Regions from separate parts of the Capsicum annuum genome. Here region 2 is linked to region 1. A link is a contact called in public Hi-C data. All regions are on one chromosome and are shown on one strand. The core of a region is the stretch at or near the end of the contact, and the rest is flanking DNA. Distances in the headings are between cores, read along the strand shown. Region 1 holds the start of LOC107868670 (eukaryotic translation initiation factor 4G-like). Region 2 holds the start of LOC107868716 (UMP-CMP kinase 3).

What was found. Hi-C and Micro-C count contacts between places; a contact is called where the count stands out from the background.
Region 2: a contact with region 1 is called in a Hi-C map of leaf, with 3 times the contacts expected there. The contact joins the promoter of LOC107868716 here to the promoter of LOC107868670 in region 1. A contact is called at or near these places in 2 of 5 Hi-C or Micro-C datasets (leaf and placenta).

What each region holds. Positions count from the first base shown.
Region 1 is chr1:13,702,674-13,708,156 of UCD10Xv1.1, reverse strand. LOC107868670 (eukaryotic translation initiation factor 4G-like) reads left to right here and starts at 2,185. Exons shown (of 13, transcript XM_047394191.1): 1 at 2,185-2,214; 2 at 2,328-2,439; 3 at 2,736-4,225; 4 at 4,433-4,681. The coding sequence starts at 4,485. It overlaps LOC107868675 (SNF2 domain-containing protein CLASSY 3), which reads left to right and starts at 441. Exons shown (of 1, transcript XM_047409956.1): 1 at 441-2,180. The coding sequence starts at 441. The coding sequence ends at 2,180.
Region 2 is chr1:13,947,915-13,953,528 of UCD10Xv1.1, reverse strand. LOC107868716 (UMP-CMP kinase 3) reads left to right here and starts at 3,987. Exons shown (of 8, transcript XM_016715377.2): 1 at 3,987-4,189; 2 at 4,631-4,689. The coding sequence starts at 4,675. It overlaps LOC107868726 (SUPPRESSOR OF ABI3-5), which reads right to left and starts at 2,991. Exons shown (of 16, transcript XM_016715389.2): 1 at 2,850-2,991; 2 at 609-743; 3 at 372-412; 4 at 1-135. The coding sequence starts at 665.

The sequences.
Region 1 (5,483 bases), core at 936-3,435:
ATATCTTTGCCATGCCAAGCTGGAAGTACTGATGGTTTTTAATGGTTAGGATAATTGAGAACTGAAGTATGCTTGACATAGTGCATGATAAGAATAGGGGGAATCCAGCTGGTTCTATGTCTCAGAGATTCGTAATAAGTTCTTGAATGTGGAAACTTTGACAATTTGCTTCGGACTAATGGTTTCTCTTTCAGTTAAATGGACATGCTAGAAATTTACAGCAGTAAATGGAATTAGTTCAGTCACTTAGTTTTGTGAGGTTTCTTAGTCCTTAAATTATTATTTATACTTGATAGCCTGGTTACATGTTCTTTTGCAATCCTTATATTTGATTTTATAAACTCTGCTCTCTAATTATTTTTCTTCCTCTTACATTCTTGAAGGCTGAGAGAAACCGAGGGAGGCATGAAAAAAGATATTTTGGAGAGTCGCCATCCCTTATGGATGTTAACAGCTTCAAATTTTATGATTCTTCTGCCATTCTTGATGCTGCTATTTTTGGGGAAGGAACTGTGTGGGATTTAGTTCCCCTCAGTTCCAAAGCAACAATGTATCCTCATCAGCGTGAAGGATTTGAGTTCATGTGGAGAAATATTGTTGGAGATATGAATCTTGAGAAGCTGAAAGAGCCTATATCTGGTAATAGGGGAGGATGCATAATCTCACATCCACCCGGCACAGGAAAAACCCGCCTCACTATAGTATTTCTTCAGGCATTTTTGAAGCAGTTTCCAAAGTGTCGGCCTGTAATCATCGCTCCATCAAATTTGCTTCTTAACTGGGAAGCTGAGTTCCAAAAATGGGAGGTCGACATTCCCTTCCACAACTTGAACAGCAAAGAGTTCTCGTCCCAGGAAGATGAAGCCACTATTAGTGTCTTCCACTGTTTATCCCATGCCGGAAAAAACAATCCACAGCTTATACGTATGGTGAAGCTGAGATCCTGGGCTAAAAGTACGAGTGTTTTGGGAATTAGCTACGACTTGTTCAGGATTCTCACAGGAGAAGATGGGGATGGTTATGTCAAAGAGACCAGAAATATACTTCTAAAATTACCCGGTCTTCTGGTCCTTGAAGAAGGGCACACTGCTCGAAATGAGCAGAGCCTCGTCTGGAAAGCTTTGAATAAGGTTGAAACAGAGAAGCGCATACTGTTGTCTGGAACTCCCTTCCAGAATAACATTAAAGAGTTGTACAACACCCTATGCGTAGTTAGTCCAAAGTTTGCTGCAGATTTGGAGCAGAGATGGGCTTCTCTTAGCAGTTTTGTTGATAAGAATGTCCGAGCATTGGAAGAGCTTAGGGATATGATTTCACCTCTAGTCCATAAATGCAGTGAAAATGTAAAGAAGGTAAGCCTTCCAGGTATAAGGGATGTTGTGATACACTTGAAGCCCACAGATTTGCAGAAGGAGATGCTTAGAAGAATTCCAGAGAATCCAGGCTCCTTTTATGATCAAAATATGGTGTCTCTAATTTCTGTCCATCCTTCATTAGTGGCAAAGAAGAAGGAGTTCTCTGACTTAGAAAGTCAGCTAAAAGAAAGAGAATGTCGGTTGGATCCAGATAATGGAGTTAAAATGAAATTTGTTGTTGAACTAATCAGACTCTGTGGGGGCTTGAAGGAGAGGGTTATAATATTTAGCCAGTTACTTGATCCTCTAAACCTGATCAAGGAGCAACTCAGTGCTCTCTTTGGCTGGACTTTAGGACAAGAAATTCTCTACATGGATGGGAAACTTGATGTAAAGCAGCGGCAGATATCAATAAATTCTCTTAATGACCCTAAGAGTGATGTAAAAGTGCTGCTTGCATCAATAAAAGCCTGTTCAGAAGGGATAAGTCTTATAGGGGCATCAAGAGTGGTTATGCTTGATGTTCTCTGGAATCCCTCAGTAGAACAGCAAGCCATCAGCCGAGCCTACAGGAATGGTCAGACTAAATTTGTGCATGTATACTGTCCAGTGACATCAAAATGGGAGGTTGACAAGATCGAGCAGCAAACCAGAAAAAAATATCATTCGGATGTAATTTTGTCTAGGAATGAAGTCAAGATGGATCCTTCATGTTCTTTGTCAGAGGATACCATACTAGAATCCATGGTTAAGCATGCGAGCCTCTGTCATATTTTTGAAAAACTATCTCGTGCACCACGTGTGGTGCCTAACTACATGCTTTAATTCTTGTAACTAACCTTCAAAACCGAGCTGTTAGGTTAGTATGTTTTCTTCTTGTTTGCTGGTACAATAAGCAACCAGACTTATTTAGTGTATTCTGTTAACTGCCTCTCTTTGAAAATGACTCTTATCTCTTTCTTGTTAGATCAGTTGGAGCTTTTTTTGGGTTGCGAAGGACACTTGTTTGGAGATACAGCTGAGCCTAGTTTTTGCAGCCATTCCTCTGTGAGTGCTTCATGACAGGAACACTACCGTGCTATCAGTAAGCATTTTTCTGAAGATTCTAAATGATGAATTCACAAGTACTGTATTTATTTCCTCGTTACTGATACTGATGAATGATCCCAGGAATCTGAACACTTCACTAGCAACTAGTGCCTTGCCTTTATTACTATCATTAAGTACCGGAGGACACTGCTACTATGAGTTTCATTTAACACTACCACGTTGCAAATGAGCTGTTTATACCGAATAAAAGCATCATGAATGCTGCGTTTTTAGACGTGAAAGATTTTATTATTGTTAACATTTTTAACTTTGATGCAGTTCTATGTGCAGATTCACACCTGGTTAATGAAGAATGCAGATTGGAGTTTTCATCACCCACAGGATGTTCTTGTAACATTGTTTTGCTAGTCATTTTTTGTTTCAAGAGATGTAAAAAATCTCATGCTCCTTCATCTGTGAAGCATATCCTTCAACACAATTGTATTTGGCTCAGTTCTCTTGGTATATATGTTTCAAGTTGTAGATAGTAAATTTGCTTCATCCCTGTTATATATGCTTTGCATTATATTTTATGGTTTTCATAATTTATTTTCGAAATAATTAAGCGAAAACTTTATTAATTAATAGTGATCATAATTAAATGACACATCAAGTAAACAATTTCTGCGGTTTGCAATTTGTTTATGGTAGAAGGGAAAATAAAGGGCAGATCGATGCGCTAAAGCTCCTGCTATGCGCAGGGTCCGGGAAGGACCGGATTAGAAGGGTCTATTGTACTCAATCTCACCTTACATTTTTGCTGGGAGTTGTTTTTACAGCTTGAACTCGTGACCTCCTAGCCAGCCACATGACAACTTTACTAGTTACTCCAAGGGAAGGGCCGAATCACAAGGGTCTATTGTACCCAATTTTACCTTATATTTCTGCAATAAGCTGTTTTCAAGGCTTGAATCCGTGACCTCCTGATCACATGACAACAACTTTACCAGTTACTTCAAGGGAAGGGCTGGACCACGAGGGTCTATTGGGTCCGGATCACAAGGGTCTATAGCCTCACCTTAAATTTCTGTAAGGAGCTGTTTTCACTAACCTTTGGGTCACATGACAAAAACTTTACCGGTTACTCTAAGTCCCTTTCCAAAAAGGGGGAAAACTCTTTTCATTAAGTCAAATTTTACGCGCACTCAATGTTTACACCACACCATTAATACAAAATATGTGTTTGTTGATAAATTTTTATTATTTATTAATCAAAGTTACTTTAAAACATATTTTCACTCTGTTAAATCACTTAATTAATTTTATCGCCAAATATTTTATAATCTGTCAATCTTGAGTTACAAACATGACCAAATTAAGGAAGTAAAATTCCAAAATCTCTTGTTATATAGCTAATGATAAGTTAAAGTGACAAATTAATTAACAATCTTAAGCAAAGATGTAAATTATTGTTTGTTTGATCTGAATAAAAGCTCAGTTATGTGATCCCAAAATTAGGAAAAATAGTTTGAAGGAGTCTCCTAATGTATAGCTCAAATAGTTCCTCCTTTTTAAACTGCTTTTTATAAAGTTAATAAATCAGAATATGAAAAGTCATTCATTGTAATAAATATTATAAAATACTTAATAAAAAGAAAGAGTCAATATCATGATCCCAAAGCATTTCATTTTTAACAATTTTTTTTTTTTAATTTTTCAGAGTTTTTTTTCCCTGACTCTGCAGTTCCGTAACATTGCATAACCAAGAAAATACACACACACACGCACAGTGATCTATTTTCCCTGTTCTTCTTCTTGACACATGCAAAATCAAAATCTAGGTACATACATATACATATAATGCATGGATTTCATCATACATTATTTACGTGCACTATATTAAATTTCTTTGATTGTTGTTTATGTACTAATCTGTTTATTGTTTGTGGGATTTCACTAAGTATGTTGTTGTTGTTTATAGAATAGTTTACGTATTTGTTTCGTGATCAACTAACTGCTAATTTTCTTTGTGGTGTTGGTGATTTTAGTGTGCATGTGATCTACGAAGGTGTAAAAAGGGATTCAGTCTATATATGTTACATGCAGCGTAAGGGTGATCAGAAGAAAACTGAATCACAGAATCATTATAGGAAAAATAGTAGAGTTGGTGGTCGTTCATTGCCATCAGCACAGGCTCAGTATCAACGAGTCACTTCCGGAAAAGGCGGTGGTAGCGCTATTCTACCTCCTCCTTCTCCCCGTTCAGGTTCCTCTTCTCCCACGTCCACCACGCAAAGGTATTGTTTTTCTTACTATTGTTTCAGAGTCCGAGGGTTAAATTGACTAATTTGAAACGAAATGGCGTACTTTAGGTATGGAATTTGAGTACTTGTACTTACTACTATGTCCCATTATATGTGGTTGGTCTTTCAGAGTACGAGGGTTAAATTAACTAATTTGAAATGAGATGTTAGACATTAGGTATGGAATTTTCATACTTGTACTTACTCCGTCCCATTATATGTGTGTTTAAGAGTACAAGGGTTAAACTACCTATTTTGAGTGTGAATTAGGACCGACATATTTTTTGAATTTTCGTAATTGTACTTACTCGGTCCCATTATATGTGGTGGAGCTCGGAGTACTAGGTTCAAATTACCTAATTTTTCAATGTGAATTAGGACTCACGACCTCTTGCGGATACAGGGCAAGACTGCGTACAATAGACCCTTGTGATCCGGACCTTCCTCGAACCCTGTGCTTAGGAGCTTAGTGCACCCTGCTGCCCTTTTTTACATTTCAAAATTATGGTCAGAAGTACTAGAAGTCATAGTAGTTGATAATTCAAAATGTTTATGAAAAAAATAAAGGTCAAAGAAAAACTTGTTTGAGTCTTCAAAGAGTAGTGATGTCATATAAAATGGGATAGATAGATTCTTATGTATGTGGAATGAAACAGGATGAGATAAGAGCAATGGATGTAGATGATTCGTATAACTGACATCAACTAGTTTGGGATCGTGTCATTGTTGTACTTGCACATTTCGTGGAACAAACAAAGCTTGCTTTTCTGAATACGATAAATGAGTAATAGTACAA
Region 2 (5,614 bases), core at 2,738-5,237, 240 kb before region 1:
TGTCCAACGGCTATTGGTGGATGAGGGTAGTGCTCTCCTTCCAGTATATCACGGTGATAGGCACCCCGTGGATAAACACCATCCCTTGAAAATCTATCGTCTAGAAACCTCCTATCATCATAAGAACCACCACCCCTGCCAAAAAAACATGAGGCAAGACAAATAGGAAAAAAAATGCGAAGAAATAACGGAAGAAATGAAGCTTCAAGTACCAACCTAATAAGCCAAGTACATTAAAAAATTGAGTCTGTTAAATGTTATAATGCTATAGAGGTGACAAGTAAAATATTATTTAAAGTCTCAGGGATATAAATTTAAATTAACCATCAAGCAATTTGATTACCCTTTTGGTGAAAAATGGTAACACTCACCGGAAATCTGGTTCATGAACTCCTCTATAACCCTCCAAAGCCTGTGGATTCAAGAGAATAAGTTGTGTCAGCAAGTTAAAATCATGGATGGAAGTTTAGGCAAATCCATTCCACATCCTCACTCTCCCACGGCTTTCATTCAATGTTCTTTAAGAGATACTGGAAAAGTTTTGGACAGTCACATGACCCTAGTTTCTTGTATATCCATTATGTGATTAAGAAGGAAACCACAATTACACTGTTATTTTCCCATCCTTGATGGGGGCCATATCGACCAGGATCCATTTCTTGCATGAGCCACTGGTGTTATTCCTGCAGAACTCTTGATGTTCTTTTTTGAAGTATCAGCTGCAAGATGACTGTAAGGCTTTCCTGTAATGCATGCACAAACAGATAGTCAAGCCACCATGAACCAGGAAACAATCGTCATGATTTGGCCTCCCCTTTATTGGAATCCACAAAATCAAAATCTTCCCAGAACAACTCTTGAAACATTGTAACGTACAACTAAGATCTTCATGTAGGAACATCAGATATAATGTTACTGAATATCATCTGAACCTGAAGAGATTACTAATCTCTCGGAGAAAGATAATGGTTCTTGGTTGTTCAAAATTAGAAAGTCACACTACAAAAGGACATCACCACATCAACAAAAAAGACTACCGCAGCAGAAGCACAAATAAAGCAAATGCCCATCTCAGAAAAGTCGATGTCTGTGCATTTAGAAGGGTCAAACCACTATACCACAGTCAAGTAGAAAAATCTACTAAATGTACAATATTTCGGAATAGAGATCCTGCGGAGCTCCAACTACCCCATAATGGTAACTTTCTCTTCAAAGCATACTTAGTCTAATATGAAAATAAAATGTGTATGTACCAGCATTCTGGAAGGACAAGGAATGACCTTGTGCTTTGTCTATAAGTCCTCGTGTAAACGATGGACACATGTATACATGTCAGCATCTCCACATGTACCCCATTTGACCAAATAGCATAGAAGCTAAATTCAAGGCAGTGATCTGTGGAGGTAGTTGTTCATATTGAAGAACAAAGGAAATACTATTACTGTAGGAGAACATTAAAATTGTTGATTACAATTCACTATTCTACCCGGCTTTCTTTGCAACTTCCATGCTGCATCCAATCTAGATGATAAAACAAGTGCAAACTCGCATCTACGCTCAGTTATGCTAAGAGGGACACAAGAGTTGAGCAGTAAAGTGGGCACATTGGGTGAGGTCCAAAAACAAACAAACAAATTTAGCGGCACAAACCAGTGATGGTTACTCTATACAAACATTCAAATCTCCCATATCAGATAACTAAAAATTGAGAGTAACAGCAACAACACTGATGAAAATTGAAATCAAATCAAATGAAAAAATACTTCAAAACTATTCAATGGTAACATATGATAAGAAATGTGAGCATATCCTTGAATAATGGCCTTGGTAAACAAAAACAATTGTTTTTTTTCTTATTCTTTAGTCTTTTCAATCCAAAAGTTGATTAACCCTATTCAAAAAAATGGTACTAAAGCCTATAAAAATAGTTGCCATTAACTTTGAAAGGAAAAATTAAATCTAACACCATGTAAATATGATAAGAAATGTGAACATATCCTTGAATAATGATTTTGGTAAACAAAAAGATTGTTCTTTTTTCTATATAATTTCAATCTAAAAGCTGATTATAACTATTCAAAAGAGGGTACTATAACCTATAAAAATAGTTGCCATTAGCTTTGAAGCTTGAAAATAACTCAAATTTTTATCTACTTCGTTTCGCAATATATATTAAAAAGGTCATCCCGGTGCACTAAGCTCCCGCTGTGCACGGATCTGAGGAAGGGCCAGACCACAAGATGTGGTCTACTGTATGCAGCGTACCTGCATTTCTGCAAGAGGTTGTTTCTACGGCTCAAACCCGTAGACCTCCTGGTCCATGACAGAACCCTGACATCCCCTTTGTTCCATTCGTTGAATATATCCACAAATTGATTACCAATAGTCACTCAAAAACAACCGGCAAAAATTAACACATTAAACTACATATCTTTTTTCACGATGGTGGTGTCCTGACCAGCTTTCGCGCCCCTCAACTAATTCCGCCGGAGACTTTGCCCCCCCCCCCCCCCCCCCCCCAACACACACACACAGAGCAACAGGTAACAGGTAAATCCATCCACCAAGGCTAGGATAGATAGAAAAGAAATCCCTAATAATATTTTTGTCTCTGCTTGGATTTGAACCATTGACCACTAAGCCACACCACATTAAACTACAAATTAACATGTAAAAATAACCCAGAAAACCATAAATTTAGCTATAATAAAGCTTAATTATTACAATAACAAATCAAAAACACACAAAAAAAAAACATTGAAAGATAATTCACAACAAACTAGAAAAAAAAAAGACCAACTTTTTTAGGGTTTTGTTTTTTGGGGAAAAACAGAAATAGGGGATCTTACAAATCAGTTATTGAAAATCGATCGCCGATAAGTCGCCGGAAAAGCTGCCGGAGATTGAGATGAAAATGGAGCAAAAGCTTTCGCCGCCGATGGAAAAAAGCTTGGTTAATTTGATAGAAGAAGAAATTTGTGCTTTAAGGTGAAATTTGGGCCCGCAATTGCAGGTGCATTCGGGTCGGGTCTCCCCAGCGGGTAAAGAAGGGTTTGGGCTTGTGAGTTCGAATCCACATGGCCTAATAGTCAAGCCCACACAAATGCTATTTTGTTGGGTCATTTGCATTTCTGGCCTAACCTAAGTCTTTCGAAAACGGCCTTCATACCTCCATGAGGTAGTGGTAATATCTGCGTAACCTCTACCATCACAAGGCAAATTATCTTTTTGTGAGGTACTATAATTTTGTATGATTATATCGCAATATCGTACGAGTTATATCTTGTTTTCTTGAACTCATGCGCCATTAGGTATAAATTTGATTGTAAGACCAAATATTAAAGCTCTAGTCATTTTGAAGGACAATTATATGATTAATGTTATCTTATTTTTCACTTAAATCAGAGACGTACATGTCACTATTTACAAGTTTTAATCACATTTTTAAAAAGATCATAAGAATTTTCATCAAAAAATGAAATTCACTTTTAAACGAATCACTAAAATGAACTTGTCTTATAACTCGGGGTAGAACACTAATATTTAGTATAAGTTTTTGATAAATCGCCAAACGCTTTGATGGATAGGTTTGTAAGGATACAACTATAAACAAACATATTATAATATTAAAATAATTTATTCAAAATCTGACAACTCATTAAAAGTTCTTTTAAATTAGTGATTTTAAATGTTATAAGACTTTTGGACTTATGATCATGAAAAAATTAAAATACTTGCATGATTATAAAAAAAAAAAGTTCATTAAAAATAAAGTAAGAATTTTAAATCAAATTATGCTCTAACTTTAAAAAGGAATAATTAGCAATGATCCCTTGTTAGAATAATAAAACTTTAGAAAAAAAAGTCATATGAAGTGATTAACATTTGAAATTAGACATGTTAATTGTTAACCAAGCAATTAGTGGCACGTCACATCTTATATTACCCTGGAACTTTCCAAATTCCCCACCAAAAACGAATCTCTTTTTCTTGACAGCCAAAAAAGGTGTTCCCTTTCATGGAAAAATCAAAGAAATTTAATTTATCCAAAAATAACTGACACGTATAACATCATAAATTCAGAATTATTCCCATAGTTCAGGGTCTTTATTCCAACATCATGGTGATATATAGTTCTGTTCTACTTACTGCAACTCCCTAAAATTCTTTGCACTATTGTCTAAATCAGGTACTTTATTTTACCACTCATAATTTCTACTTTTTTCTTTGCAGACATCTCCATAATTTGTTTGTTTGTTTGTTTCTTCTCATTCTTTGAATACCGAATAACTAATATCGAGATGAGTTATTCTCGTGCATTTTATATCATCTTAACCAAATATAGAATAAGTGCATGCTAAATTTAATTCCAGCATTAGTTATATCTTATTTTTTGTTCCAAACGAGCCCTTGTTCTATGTTATGCTGTCTCCTAGTCTTAGATAGATCATTGAACAATTGATATGATGTGTATGGTGCCTTTAGCTAGTGGAACTGTTGATCATTCTTATTTTTATTTTAAAATAATTTTACCTGTAAGAAGTTGTCATCAATTTCATTATTGTGTTGCTTTTCTTGATAAGAGCATTTAGGGAATGGAAAAAAATTGATTAACTGCTGCCTATTGCAGGAACATAGACCAACTAAACATATTCTTTGTTTGGGCAATCCAAGATGGAATCACACAAGGTGAGATATGTTTCTTTGGTGTTCTCCTATGTAATCGATATCTGGGGTGTTGATTTAGTTATAGTTATTCATGTCGAAAGGGAATCTTGGAGCAACAAGTAAAGTTGATTCTGGTTGATTCACAAGTCACGAGTTTGATTTGTGGAATTAGCCACTCATAGTTGTGTCGGGCTAGATTGTCTATATTACAACCCATGCGCGTGGCCCTTTGGACCAGCGTGAATGTGGAATGCTTTGTGAACTGGTCTGTTATTTTTATAGTTAGTCATGATCATCTTAATTTTATTTCTACAAGTCTTTCTTTTATGTTTTTCAAGTAATTGGTTGACATGTTGGTGAAGGTTTGATTTTTCTTTGGGATCATGAAGCATGTAGAACATATTGTCCTAATCAATTTTGTATAACTCAGAGTAATGAATTCCTCGATTAGATATTTGAAAAAAAAAAAAAAAGAAGCTAATGTAAATAAAGAGAATGTTTTCAAACTAGAATTGTTTCACTATGAAGTCAACAACATTTGGGGCTTGTGATCAATTCGTACTTGTAATCTTACAAAAAAAGTTAATTCATATATGAAGGCGAAGCATACTTTTGGGATCGCTCAGGAAATCCAATTTCTGGGGGCTTCCCTTATAGATTCTAGTGATAATTCTTCACATGCTATGTGGTGCACTGCTAAGTGCACATGAACTCTTCGTGGTAAGCCATGTCCTGGTTCATAGTCTTGTTCAGCATGAATTTTTCCAGTTCAGATATTCAAAGTTTGTTTAATAATAGCCCTGGTTTTGTATAACACGGCCATATTATCCTATCTTTGATGTGATGGTTGTTTTATGAGTTTTGCCTATTAAGCTAATATTGTCTCGTGCGGGTATTTTTCTTCTTCTTTTTTTTTTTATGAATTAAACCATTGATTTAGGTGGTA